Regions from separate parts of the Drosophila melanogaster genome. Here region 2 is linked to region 1. A link is a contact called in public Hi-C data. All regions are on one chromosome and are shown on one strand. The core of a region is the stretch at or near the end of the contact, and the rest is flanking DNA. Distances in the headings are between cores, read along the strand shown. Region 1 overlaps CG42541. Region 2 overlaps lncRNA:CR32773 (long non-coding RNA:CR32773).

The links. A called contact is a pair of places that touch in the nucleus more often than the background predicts.
Region 2: a contact with region 1 is called in a Hi-C map of the Kc167 cell line, with 2.1 times the contacts expected there. The contact joins two enhancer-like sites. A contact is called at or near these places in 4 of 107 Hi-C or Micro-C datasets (the Kc167 cell line, embryo and pupal leg imaginal disc).

What each region holds. Positions count from the first base shown.
Region 1 is chrX:3,895,269-3,901,479 of dm6, reverse strand. It overlaps CG42541, which reads left to right. Exons shown (of 13, transcript NM_001272295.1): 10 at 218-372; 11 at 3,833-3,924; 12 at 4,446-4,638; 13 at 4,799-6,211. The coding sequence ends at 5,649. Among named protein-coding and RNA genes, the nearest start is that of CG15239, 14 kb to the right of the region's middle. Within about 2 kb of position 1,934, at least 5 of the 39 cell types and tissues checked have an H3K27ac peak or open chromatin away from gene starts, as enhancers often do. A contact at or near this core is called in the Kc167 cell line, where this site is marked.
Region 2 is chrX:4,504,379-4,510,017 of dm6, reverse strand. All of the region lies in intron 2 of lncRNA:CR32773 (long non-coding RNA:CR32773), which reads left to right. Among named protein-coding and RNA genes, the nearest start is that of CG3556, 23 kb to the left of the region's middle. Within about 2 kb of position 2,732, at least 29 of the 39 cell types and tissues checked have an H3K27ac peak or open chromatin away from gene starts, as enhancers often do. A contact at or near this core is called in the Kc167 cell line, where this site is marked.

The DNA.
Region 1 (6,211 bases), core at 685-3,184:
CGAACAGTGACAACAATCCCATTAATTGGTATTTTACTTATTGTTTTGCTATTGATTTTTTTTTAACTCTGTTACTCCATTTGATAGTTCAGAAGATTAGTTATCATATAAATATGTATATATTCATTTTGATTTCGATTGCATACGTATGAGGTTGGCCCACTGTGCCTCGCTGATTCGCTTATTAATGTTATTCGTATTGCCTGTATCTTCGTAGCAACGCATCGGGGGCATCGGGCGAAGTCATCGACGGGGATCCCAATGTTCCAGCCTACAAAATTGCCATGCTCGGCGCCTCCGGAGTGGGCAAGACCACACTGACTTACCAGTTCACCACTTCCGATTACATATGCGCCTACGACCTGAGTCTCGGTAAGTCGGTGTACGAAATTCATTTTTTACCAGGCTCTTTTCCAATTGTAACCAAATAATCAAATATCAAATGAATGCTTAGTTCTTGTAGTTATTTTATTAGAAACTGTTCAGGTTAAGCAACGCATATGAAATGCGTAAATTGTATAAAATTTATAAGTGAATCACGTACCTATGTAAATGGCTATCTAAGTTTGGATAAATTTCGAAAAAGTACTTTTCGTCCACGTTAGGCAATATAATTGAAAATGGAGTCGCCCTTGCAGAATCCCCTCCGCTGGCGCTCCACTACGCGGCTTTTAATCAAACACATTTGCATTTTAATTATGGCACAAAGTCATAAAATATGAAAACCGCCGGCGCTAATTTCATTAACTTTCGCGACCATATCACCGGATCCTGGAGTGTGGAAACGCTAGAGAACATGGCCAAGTTGGCTGCCAACCACTTTAATAGCGGCTTTGGAGCTTTTAAGTGGATTTTCACAGTGAAGTGGAGAAGGATTTCCACTGCCAACGGCTTAGTGTCCCGCTTCTCGTCCAGAAAATCGCATTAGTCGCAAATAGACTGGGATGCAGTGTTTTTCCGTCTCTTCCCTCTGAAGTCAGCATTTGGCATTTGGCATGGCTTGTTATTGTTACTACCAAGAACGATGCAAGGCAATGCATATCAAGCGTATTAGGGAAACTGCAGTGACTTAAAAGTCTCTAGTCTTACCTTAGTTCAGTTTTCCAAGTGCCATACGGGCATGGCATGGATAAGCTGTGCTCAAAGCCGGAAAACTCTTACTTTTGTTTTTTTGTCTACCAGGGTCTGGCGAAAATTGACATAATTAGTCGGGCCAAAAGATGCTAGTGCATCCGCTCCGAAGTCGAATTAATTGAATTGTGCCACTATCGAATTACCTTTTGAGCAGCGGACTTTAATGGACCACACTTGTGTTCTGGCACTGAGTTAATTACGTCTGGGTTGCTGGAAGCTCAACGGCTTGAGTTCTGGCTGGAGTAATAAGATCATGGCGAAAGTTGCCGAAACCCAATATTTCATTAGCAGCGGATAATTTCTGCTGCAAGTGACGCAACATGTGTGTGTCGCCGTGCAGCAACAGTTGCCAGCGGATGATTTCTGGTCAGGCGGCAAGCGCATGCATGCGATTTGGATATTCTATATTAATGAAGTACGACGTACTTATATCATTGTCATCAACTTCATTGTACTTTCCTGTGCAATACGGGCTACGATTGCTCACTGTTCGTCTCACTGGCATTTGAAGCTGGACAAGGCCCAAAGGGCCGAAAAGTGGCATTGCCATGGTCGTTTGTGCAGGATTGTGTGTGGTGGAGATAATAAAACTGGGAAGAACTTTAATTAGTCCACAAGGAGGGGCGAACTTTATGACAATTGTGTGTGCGAGTGTGTGTGTGTGTGTGTGTGCGAGTGTGTGTGCGTGTGTGTGTGTGTGTGCTGGGGGTCTTTGAACTTTTGGTTGCCAACCATTGTTGGCAATTACCATAGATGAGTTGTCATACGGACTGGTTTCTAGCTTGCCAGCTGCACTGCTTCCACTGCTTGCACTGCTTGAGGGCTGCGTGTGTGGCTTCGATACTCGAATGCTTTCCTGCACATCACACGCAAATTGCTATGTGCTTTTGCGTGTGGGCGTCATCTTAGCCATATTCCGCTAATGGCTGCCAGGATTGCATGACCACAGAAATCTGTGGGCGGCGGAACTGCTTTGGACACGCCCTCGAAAGCAGATGGTAAATTTATTACCATGCCATGTGTCCGTTTCGAGTAAATCTATGTGGGCTCTGATTTTGGAAAATCGCCCTGATTTCAGTTACATTTATGCCAACCACTGTTGTAGAGCAACACTATAAAACACACCTTTTGAACACAACTGTACCCAAAACTGTACCTGTGGCATCTAAACGAAAATAGACTACAGTCTATATTTGACTTGTTCTAGAAAGCCCTAATAATCCTCAGCCATTTCAGACACAGCACTTATTTTAGCCATCAGTGGCTAATAATACACGCCCCGAAAATGTTTCGCTTTTATGGGCGGCCAGCGCGTGTAATCTCACCAAAATCGCATGGTGCTTTCCCTGCTTTTCCCTGCTTTTCCCCGCTTTCCGTTGGCTTGTTTGCACAGGCGTTTGGATAATTGCATTGCAATGACTCGCGGTTGCCGTTCGCCGTTCGCCTTTTGCCGCCCGCCCCCCAATTGCATAGCTAATCGGCTAAGCCGTCGAAGGACCCAAGTTCACGTTGAAAGGAAGAAGGGGGCTTCTTCGGCCACCGACAATGGCAATACAGCACGTTTGCTTTTTCTATTCAATTTGTGCGGCAACGCCCACGCATGGTAAATTACATGCAACATGCAAATTAAGCTGCGAAGTGTTTGGGCTTTTTTGTTTCTAGTCATTTAAACATTTCACCATTTGGATGCAGGAGGTCGAATGGCGTCTAAATATTTGCCACAGCTGAATGCAAACAGAGTCGGACGCAAACTGCAGTCATCGTCTGCTCCTGCAACTTCTACCCAGCTCCTTTCGTCCTTTTCCGCTGCTCTAGCCAACCAAGCTGCCCCTTCATCCTGCTGGCTTGTGTCAAGCTGCTGACAAAGCGTTCATGGGGAGGCGGTCCTCGTACACTGACAAAAATCGTACCGAATTGGAGTTTTTAGAAAAAGAAAGATGTAACGATGTTACACGATGTACGTTTTTACCTGTGTGACGCTTTTTAGCCAAACCAATTAAATAAAAAAAAAAACCGTATTTCTACCGTTTACATTGAAAATATTAGTTTAAATAAGGAAATTTCCAATTGTTTAATATAGGATATAATTTTCTGGCAGTGTTGCAGTGTGACGTAGCACTTTCCGTGTGCTCCAATGGGACAAAAAGGCTTTACGGCTCCAGAGTAGCGAATACGGAGCACCGAGGGTCAGTTCCCAGTTGCCAACACCCAGTGGCCTCCACTCCAAGTTCACTGTCTGCGTCCTTTTCCACGTTTCATGGCTGGGCTAAAAAACAAAAACAAAAAACAAGTCAATGTGGACAGAGAAAGGGGAGCGTCAATTGCGACATTAACTTGCTGGGCAAATAAAATCACTTTGATTACGGTTTTATGGGCGCCACGCCCCTCAAACGCCCATTGCAATGGTTGTCGCCACCCCCTTGCCCACACTTGGTGCAATTTGATCGATTTAAGACCCTAGAACTGCATTCGAGTACTTGTTATTTTGATTTCCGTAAAAACATTCAGAGCTCAGGGCTTCCTTTCATTTTTTGCTTTTGGTCAATGTAAATGCACTCCTCGAAATAGACGCTTAACCACTTGCACTTCACGTTGGTTGCTTTCTTATATTGTAATATAATTTCCAATTAGTTTTTGTATGCCCATTAAGCATAGCGAAAATTCATCATTTTCATTTTATATATATACACTTTTTTAGATGATGACTACGGACAGAAGACGGTGTCGGTGCTGGTCGATAACATTGAGACGGATTTGGAGATTATTGATCATCCCGCATGCGAGATGTCGGTGAGTACCGATTCGCCTGAAAACTAGGCGAAGGGAATTTTTCCGTTTTCCGATTTTTCCGATTTTCCCAGTCTGGTTAAGTGGATCAAGCTGTTGACTTACACCCATCTGCCACTGACACATTTGCCAAATCATTCATTTAAACTTTGTCGGCCGTCACTTTAAAGGAGAAACAATGTGATGGCATAGGAATAAGCACATTGACATCGAAGTATTGCAAATTACAAAGCGAATTGCAACTGCAATTTGCAAATATTCAACACAAAACCATTTGCAATTTTCGGTTACCCATGTGCGATTTCATAAGTCTGGACTTAGAGAAGCTTTAGGTCTTTAGGTCCGAGCAAGGTCAGGCGTCTCAGCTGTAACAACGTGAACTTTTCCACCCCTTTTGGGCTCCATCCACCCAGCTCGTCGTCAGGCAGCTTGAAATTTCATTTGAACGATTTTTGTAGCCTACTTTTCTGCGCCATATGGCTCATCTATTATTTTTCCACCACAAAATTGATTCTCGCCTGCAGACGGAGGCCTTCTGCGCCACCTACAACATCGACCTCTTCGTGGTGGTCTACTCTGTGATAGATCGAAACACTTTCGCAGCAGCCGAGCGTGTCCTGCAGTATCTCAAGGAGAACGAGATGCTCTTGTCCCGCGGAGCCATCCTGGTGGCCAACAAAACGGATCTGCAGCGACACCGAGTTGTCACCCGTCAGAGTAAGCAATCTATTCAATTCTTGTATGTTGATTGTTCGAATTAAAGCACAGCCATTTTTTTCATTTGTAAAACGACATTGCAAGAACATATTCTATACTATTTAAATGAGGGCTAAGAACTAATCCAGTTGGTCACACACCACCAATTCTCCAATTTCAGTGGGTCGCAAGGTGGCCAAGGAAATAGCGTGCAAGTTTATCGAGACGTCCTCGGGACTGGATCACAATGTGGACGAGCTGCTGGTCGGCATTGTGGCCCAGGTGAAACTCAATCCGCAGCGTTTGCGATTGCTAACGGAATTGGAACTGCAGCGCCTGAATCTGCAGAGTACCATCCAGAAGCACCGTGGAATGCACCTGCAGACGCGTCGGATGGTCCGCCAAATGAGCGTTTGCCAGGGCGACGAGGAGATCTTCGATGGCGGATTGCCGGAGGGGCTGCAGAACGGCGAGGCCAACGATGATCCGGACGGAGTGCCTAGCACATCGAAGGCCAGCCGGTCGCGGATCGAGAATCCCAACCGCAAGCCCTTAAACCTGGAAAGCATATTGAAGATGGGCGAAAGCGAGGTGGACGAGGATGAGGATGTGGTCAAGTCGTCGCAGCTGAGCAAATTCAATATGCTGGCGGCCTCCATACGTCATCGTCGTCCATTCCGCAAGCGTCGCTCGTTCGACGGCGGCGTTACCACGTCTGCAGCCGCGGATGCAGCCGCCGAACTGCAGCGGCGCTATCAACTCCGGGCCATGGATGATCTGCAGCTGGAGGGACGACTGGCAGGAGCGACGGAGGAGCGGTTCGGGGAGAGAAGTGGACTGGCCGACAGCGATGACGAGGAGGACGGTGAGGACATAGTGAACGGAGGACACCGGAATGCCTGCAACCGCAAGGTGGTCAAGAAACTAACCGCCCGCACCAAGGTATTCATCTCGTCGGTGCTGCGCTTCAAGAAGGCCATCAGCCTCAAGCGGCGCAACTCATCCAGCTGCAGTGATCTCTTCGTGATCTAAACGTTTGGCGGCGGCAGCATAGGAAGTAGGAAGCATAGACTGAATGTACATAAATGGAGTATAGATGGAGGCGAAGTAGGAGCATAGATATGGAAGCGAAAACGGAAACGCAACCGAAACCGGAACCGGAACCATCCAGACCAGTAGATCCAGAGATCAAAACAAGCACAACGAAACAGCAGCGCAAACCGAAGTGGAGTCGAACACGGAAGTGCAGGAGTACAGGAGGGGTCAACTTATGAGGAAGTTTCCAGTTGCATATTCCATAAAAACTACAGGGACAATTTCTGTTTGATTGGCCAACGGACGTTTGCAGATTCAGTGCTATAGTTTATGCACAGATTTTGATGGCAACTGCGACTCGTCGGGCGATGGCAAGCAATATGAAGTTCTGGGCCAACAAATTTCTAGAAACTTATAATCACTTGAAATGGCATTTAAAAGTGTGGTCTAGTTATCCGTGCCCGTGCGACTTGCGGACTGAAAATATATTGTAGACAAACTTTGGAAACATATGTAAGCGATATTAAGCATCTAGAAAGTTTTGAACAGGCTAATAGCA
Region 2 (5,639 bases), core at 1,483-3,982, 610 kb before region 1:
GAAAGGAAAGTATCGGGAATGAGGAGGAGTAGGGCAAAGGAAGCCAAAATCAGGACAGCAGCAGCCCTTAGATCATATCGATGCCAGTCCCTCGGGGCAGGATAAACGGACAGGGACCAAGGATGAGCCCAAGACAACAACAGCAACTAGTGCACAGAGAGAAAATATATGAGGATAGTCTGTGACCACTTTAAATAGTTATTTATTGAGGAACAGATGTAGGCACTAACTAATTTCCTTACGATCTTTTTTTAAACTAGGGGTATCTTGAACTTGCAGTTCCAATCGATTTTTTCCGATGTGCATGACTAGGACAAGAAACACTGATAAAAGTATTTCAATTAGTGCTCGCATATATGTAAGTATCTATCTATTTTCCTCGGAATTGTGTTCTTCACGATGTTGTTGTTGGAGTGGCAAATCAATATACATAAATGATGGCATCTTAAATAATTTGCAAGTTGCCGACTGCCGCAAATGTACACAACAACAAGCTATATTCACGGTTTATTGTATATCTATGTATAATATATATGTATAAATGTGTGCAATGCTTTATAAGATAGATGTTGAATGTGTCTCTCGCTTGAATGCCTTATTTTCACCCTCGGGGCGACAACGCCAACGCCAAAGCCAGGATAACAGGAGCAACAACAATGCCAGGACAAGCTTCTCGAAAAAACAACAACGATAAAATCAACAACAATATTAACAACAAAAACCAAGGCACTACAATGGCGTCTGAGAATGACGACGGTTGACACGAAAGACCGCCTTGCTCAAGCTCAAATTGGCAATAACCAAAGAGTCCTGCGAAAATGAAAATAAAGAGTACCCAAGAAAAGAAGTACTGGAAAACAAAACCAATTATTGGCGCGCAGGATGGACCTTGTTTCTCAAAAAATTAATTGTATCTATATGTTTTAAGCATCCCAATCATCATGGAAAAAACTTGCTATAAGCTCAATTAGGCTTATCATTGGTATCTAAATATACATCTAAATATATACACATTGATGAAAAAAATATATTTAGATGAACATAATGTTATACATTTTTAGCAGATGTTAAGTTACATAATATAGAACGGGATTTTGGGTTGTTTGATATTTAAGTAGCTTTATTTGCATACATAACACATTAGGTTCCAGATTAAGTGACATATGTTTATGTATATTCTTTATTTCAAAACAAGCGATCAAGGCACTCTAAATAGATTAAAAAACCAGCAAACGCCAATACGCAACGCAATCAATCAGTATCATCATCATCTGAAGCATTTTATTGTTTTGTGTTTTTCGGATTTGATATGCGAGGCGACTGTGTAAGGGGCGGGTTGAAAAGAAGGACCCTCCTTTTGCTTTTGGCTAGGACACGCGCTGCCATTTTATTAAAAAAAAAAGGACGAAAGGAAAACGCCATGTAAAACGACGGCGAGAGCAAATTCACCATTTTGTCACACACGCAGGACAACAAACACGCATACATACATACAGACTTCTAAAAACATCCAGTCGACGACGCTGGCAAACAAAACAGAAAAGCAACAACAATAATAGTAGTAAAAACAAGGACTCACAAGGACCCCCACCTACTCGTTGTATTTTTTTTTCTGCTCCCAGAAATCCTCCCCTTTTGGTGGTGACAAATCTAAAAGGACGACGGCAAACGAAGGAAACTCACCACAGCAGCGACGCCGGCAGAAAAGCACCCTTAATGCTCCGTTTTGCACTCACTCTCTCTCGCTCTCCCTTGCTCTCTGGCTCTCTTTCGTGCTCTCTTTCGATCTGCATTGGTGTGCGTTCGAGTGTATCTTCGCTGTCCTTTGAGAAGTACTTGGCCAATGGTGACACATGACCACCAGGAGCGACTAAAACACTCTAGCCACCGCACTACCACCCTCACACCATTACACCAACACCCCTATTGTAATCTCACAAAAACACGCATATGCGCCTTTTCATTTTCCCGCTTTTTCCTAGGGGTTATAATTTCTATTAGTTTTCTTTCCTTAACTATTCAAAAGTGGGGCAACAAGTGGTTGGAGGATCGTTTGGGGCTGCATTATGGGGTCAATTATGAACCACCGATGCTAATTTTATTAAAATATTTCAAATTACATGAACTCATCATTTTCAGAGCACGTAATTAAATGCTGAGCATTGTTGGAAGTGGTTGGTCTAATTTCTTCACTCATACTTAATTAACGTAGAACAAAAAGGCAGGCGCATTATAAACAACCGAATAGCTAACAGTTTAGCATGAATAAATCGTACAATTCTTACCAAAACTTAAATTTGTGATAGAAACATTTAAGTTTTTCATAAAATAGGGAGTGAATAATGATTTATAAAGTTATAAAGTGAAAATGAAAGTGCAATTTAATGTTTTCACCGCTTTACAAATGTAAAGTGAATAAAAAATAAATTACCAAAATAAATGGGTTATTATTTATTTTCCGCTTTAATTTGTTGTTTGAAAATAAGGAGTTAGGAATATACAACTTAATATTAACGATCTTGAGTAGCATACAATTCGCAAGTTTTTCTGAATGACAGCTGCGAATAACAACCCTGTCCTTAATCGGAGTGCAAAGCATCAACCCCCAAAGTAAAGTCGCTGAAGACGAAGCCTGTTTTCTTGCTTTTTTTTGCCACCACAGCGAAAGAAACCGGAGGTGTTGTCACCGTCCCATAGATGGCGCCCGTTCGTTGCCGGCGTTAGCGGACAGATGGCGGTAGTGTGCGCGAACACGGAAGGTTTTGAATGCCACGGCTATTCCATATATCCAATGAAGATACCTTAAGATACATTGCTTTTACAAATGTTACGAGAAAATCATTCGTAACTATTGAGCAATTTTCGAGTAATACAAAAAAGCAGGAAATATAGTTATTTCAGTCTTGTGAGTCCTGAAAAAGGTTAAAATACTTGATCAGCTTTGACATGAGGCTGTTGAACGTGGGCACAGAATACACAGGAATAAAGAAGGTGGGTCCAGCAGTGCATAAATTTCCGCCCCATCACCATATGTGAGTGTGGGTCGGCTGGTTTGGAGAACAACAAACAGCTGGCGGTCATATTTTCCAGTCAACAAGGCAGCAACAAACATAACCAGGCCGTCGGATCCCCACTGCATCCACCCGAGATTCCCCCCCTCCGGCATTTCCCATTTTCCTCATGGTTTTTTGGGGCAGCTGCTGTTGGCTTTTAAGCAGAAACTCACACATGTATGGATGTTATGGAGTGGGCTTTCCCGAATCCCGACACGGACTCTTTATTAGAGTGACCCCAAAATGGAGCTCCCAAGTTGGTGGTCCCTGAAATTCCCGTCATTCCCGTTATTACGAGAGTTTCCACATGATGCCCCCTTTTCAAGCCAAAGCCACTAAGGTTTTTATGCCCTTGGTAGTAAACCAGACACTGAATTTTCGGCCGCCTATTGCATTCCGCTTGGCTGGGAAAAGTCTTCACGGTATGTCAAGTATTAATTTTGCAGTTTGTTTTTTTTTTATCACAGTTGAGATTAAATTTAATCGGAAATATTGCCACGGCCTCGGGCTATGCGGCGGCAATATTTGAAATGAGAAAAATGGGAATACAGTTGAGCATTAAAGTAATCATTGAAATACTAGAACAATTTGAAAGCCATTGAGTATTTAAATTCATTAAATGCACATTTCGAACTCTTTAAAGTATATTATACATTTATTTAATTCATATGAAATTCTAGTTTGTTCTAAAATTTACCTAAATTGCAGGTAACTAAATATATTTATAAATTAGAAAACTGATTCCATTTCTGTTTTTTGTTTTGGCTCAGTTATAGCTGGCTTATCATTGCCAATTTTCTGTTTGGTCATTTTCATTGTGACCATTTTCGCACACGTATTTTTCCGGCCTTCGCTTGGGGTCGAACCAAAATGGCCGCCTCTGCTGCCCATCCATTTTCATTCAGCCCCATTCCCATTCCCATTTCCATTTCCAATCCCATTCCCATTCTCATTTCCATTTCCATTTCACTACCCATCCTGGACACACTCAATTTTCACAGACGAGTGTGAGTGTGTGTCCAGTCCATAGCCAAAAGTTATGGATTCAACTTTTGGCCAATTTAATTTTCTCGCCTGAAACGGCTACAGAGCAACGTCAGCAGCAGCAGCCATCCCACTTGACCATTGAAGCGCCACCCACTGGAATAACCATATCCCGACCACCGCCTCATCTGCCTCATGCGACCCATCCTCCCACATACATGTGCGTAGTGCGTGTGCATTGTGAGGACGTGGTCGACTGTGCTGTTGGCCATGGCTGATGAGGCTGGCGATGCTGGCCAAAACCCCACTGATTCCACCCAAACCAACTAGCCCAAACGGGGCTGAATCAAACGATAGACCGAAGAAGAATACACGCGAAGAAATGAAATGATCCTTCATTAAATTGTTTATTTATTTAATGTAAAATGAGAATTATAATGCATTTCAACTTAAACTGAAATGTGCTGCTCATTTAAAATATATTGCTGCGGTGATTTTTTTTTTTGTAAAACTTTGTTCACATTTTATAGCTCATCGGGCTTTTCTGGCAGTGTAGTTAACTGAACCGAGACTCGTGCTGAGGCCCGCATTTACAGATGATTTAGCTCATGTTTAAGGCCAGGACTCTTTGCTCTCAACCCGAGGCGGTGTGTCTGTGTGCGTGTATGTGCCTATGCGAGTGTGTGTGTGTGTGTGTGGACACATTGTGCCCCATTAGTTTCTGCCACAACAACAACAACAGCAGCAACAGCAACAGCAGCGGGGAAAACAACAAGAGCAGCACCAGCAGGAGCCAAAGGAGCCAAAAGGAGCAACCAAATTTGCATCGAAGCTCCTTTCTGTGTACAGAATTTTGGGAATTTTGTTGCTCTGCGGATGTCCCAGGTCCAGTTGTTTTTGTTGTTGTTGCTGCTCCTGCTGTTGTTGTAATAAGCAATGTTTTATGCACGCACACTCTGTACAGAAATGAATGAATGGTTGGTTGGTTGGATGGATGGATGATATTCCACCCCCGAAAAGTGTTCCTTAGGCACGAGTGAGTGACCAGTTTTCCAGTCCATTTAATTTTCGTAGCTAGCCCGCAGTTTTTCCTTTTGCGTTCGTAGTCCTATTTGCCCATCCAGCCGTCGTGGTGCAATTTGTCCGGCTTTTTGATGATGGCTTAATAAAATTAGTTAATGCCTCTTCGATATGTGGGGATGTTTTTCTCACAAAATACAAAAACGTCGAGTGCAATTGGCACTCAAAAATTTCCGTACGGAAGCAAGCGAAAATTGCGTAAATCGATTGAGGCTATTTGATAGCTATACTACCATTTATGCACTTCAATTCCATTTATTATTGCAAAATAAAAACAACTCAGGTGTTCCGACATGTTTCACTCATAAAATGAGTAACGATGAGGCTAATTGGGTTCCTTTTATTGGCCAAAGTTCAACAGAAATATTTTGGACGCAAATTGAAAAGATGAAATAAATGCATGCTTGAATGTCGGTACAACGAATAAGACTGGAATCGTAAATGAAATTTTTCACCAATTCTAAGTACAAACGTCATTTTAAACTGCAGCTTCTACTCAACGAAAAAAAAAGAAAAGTTAAC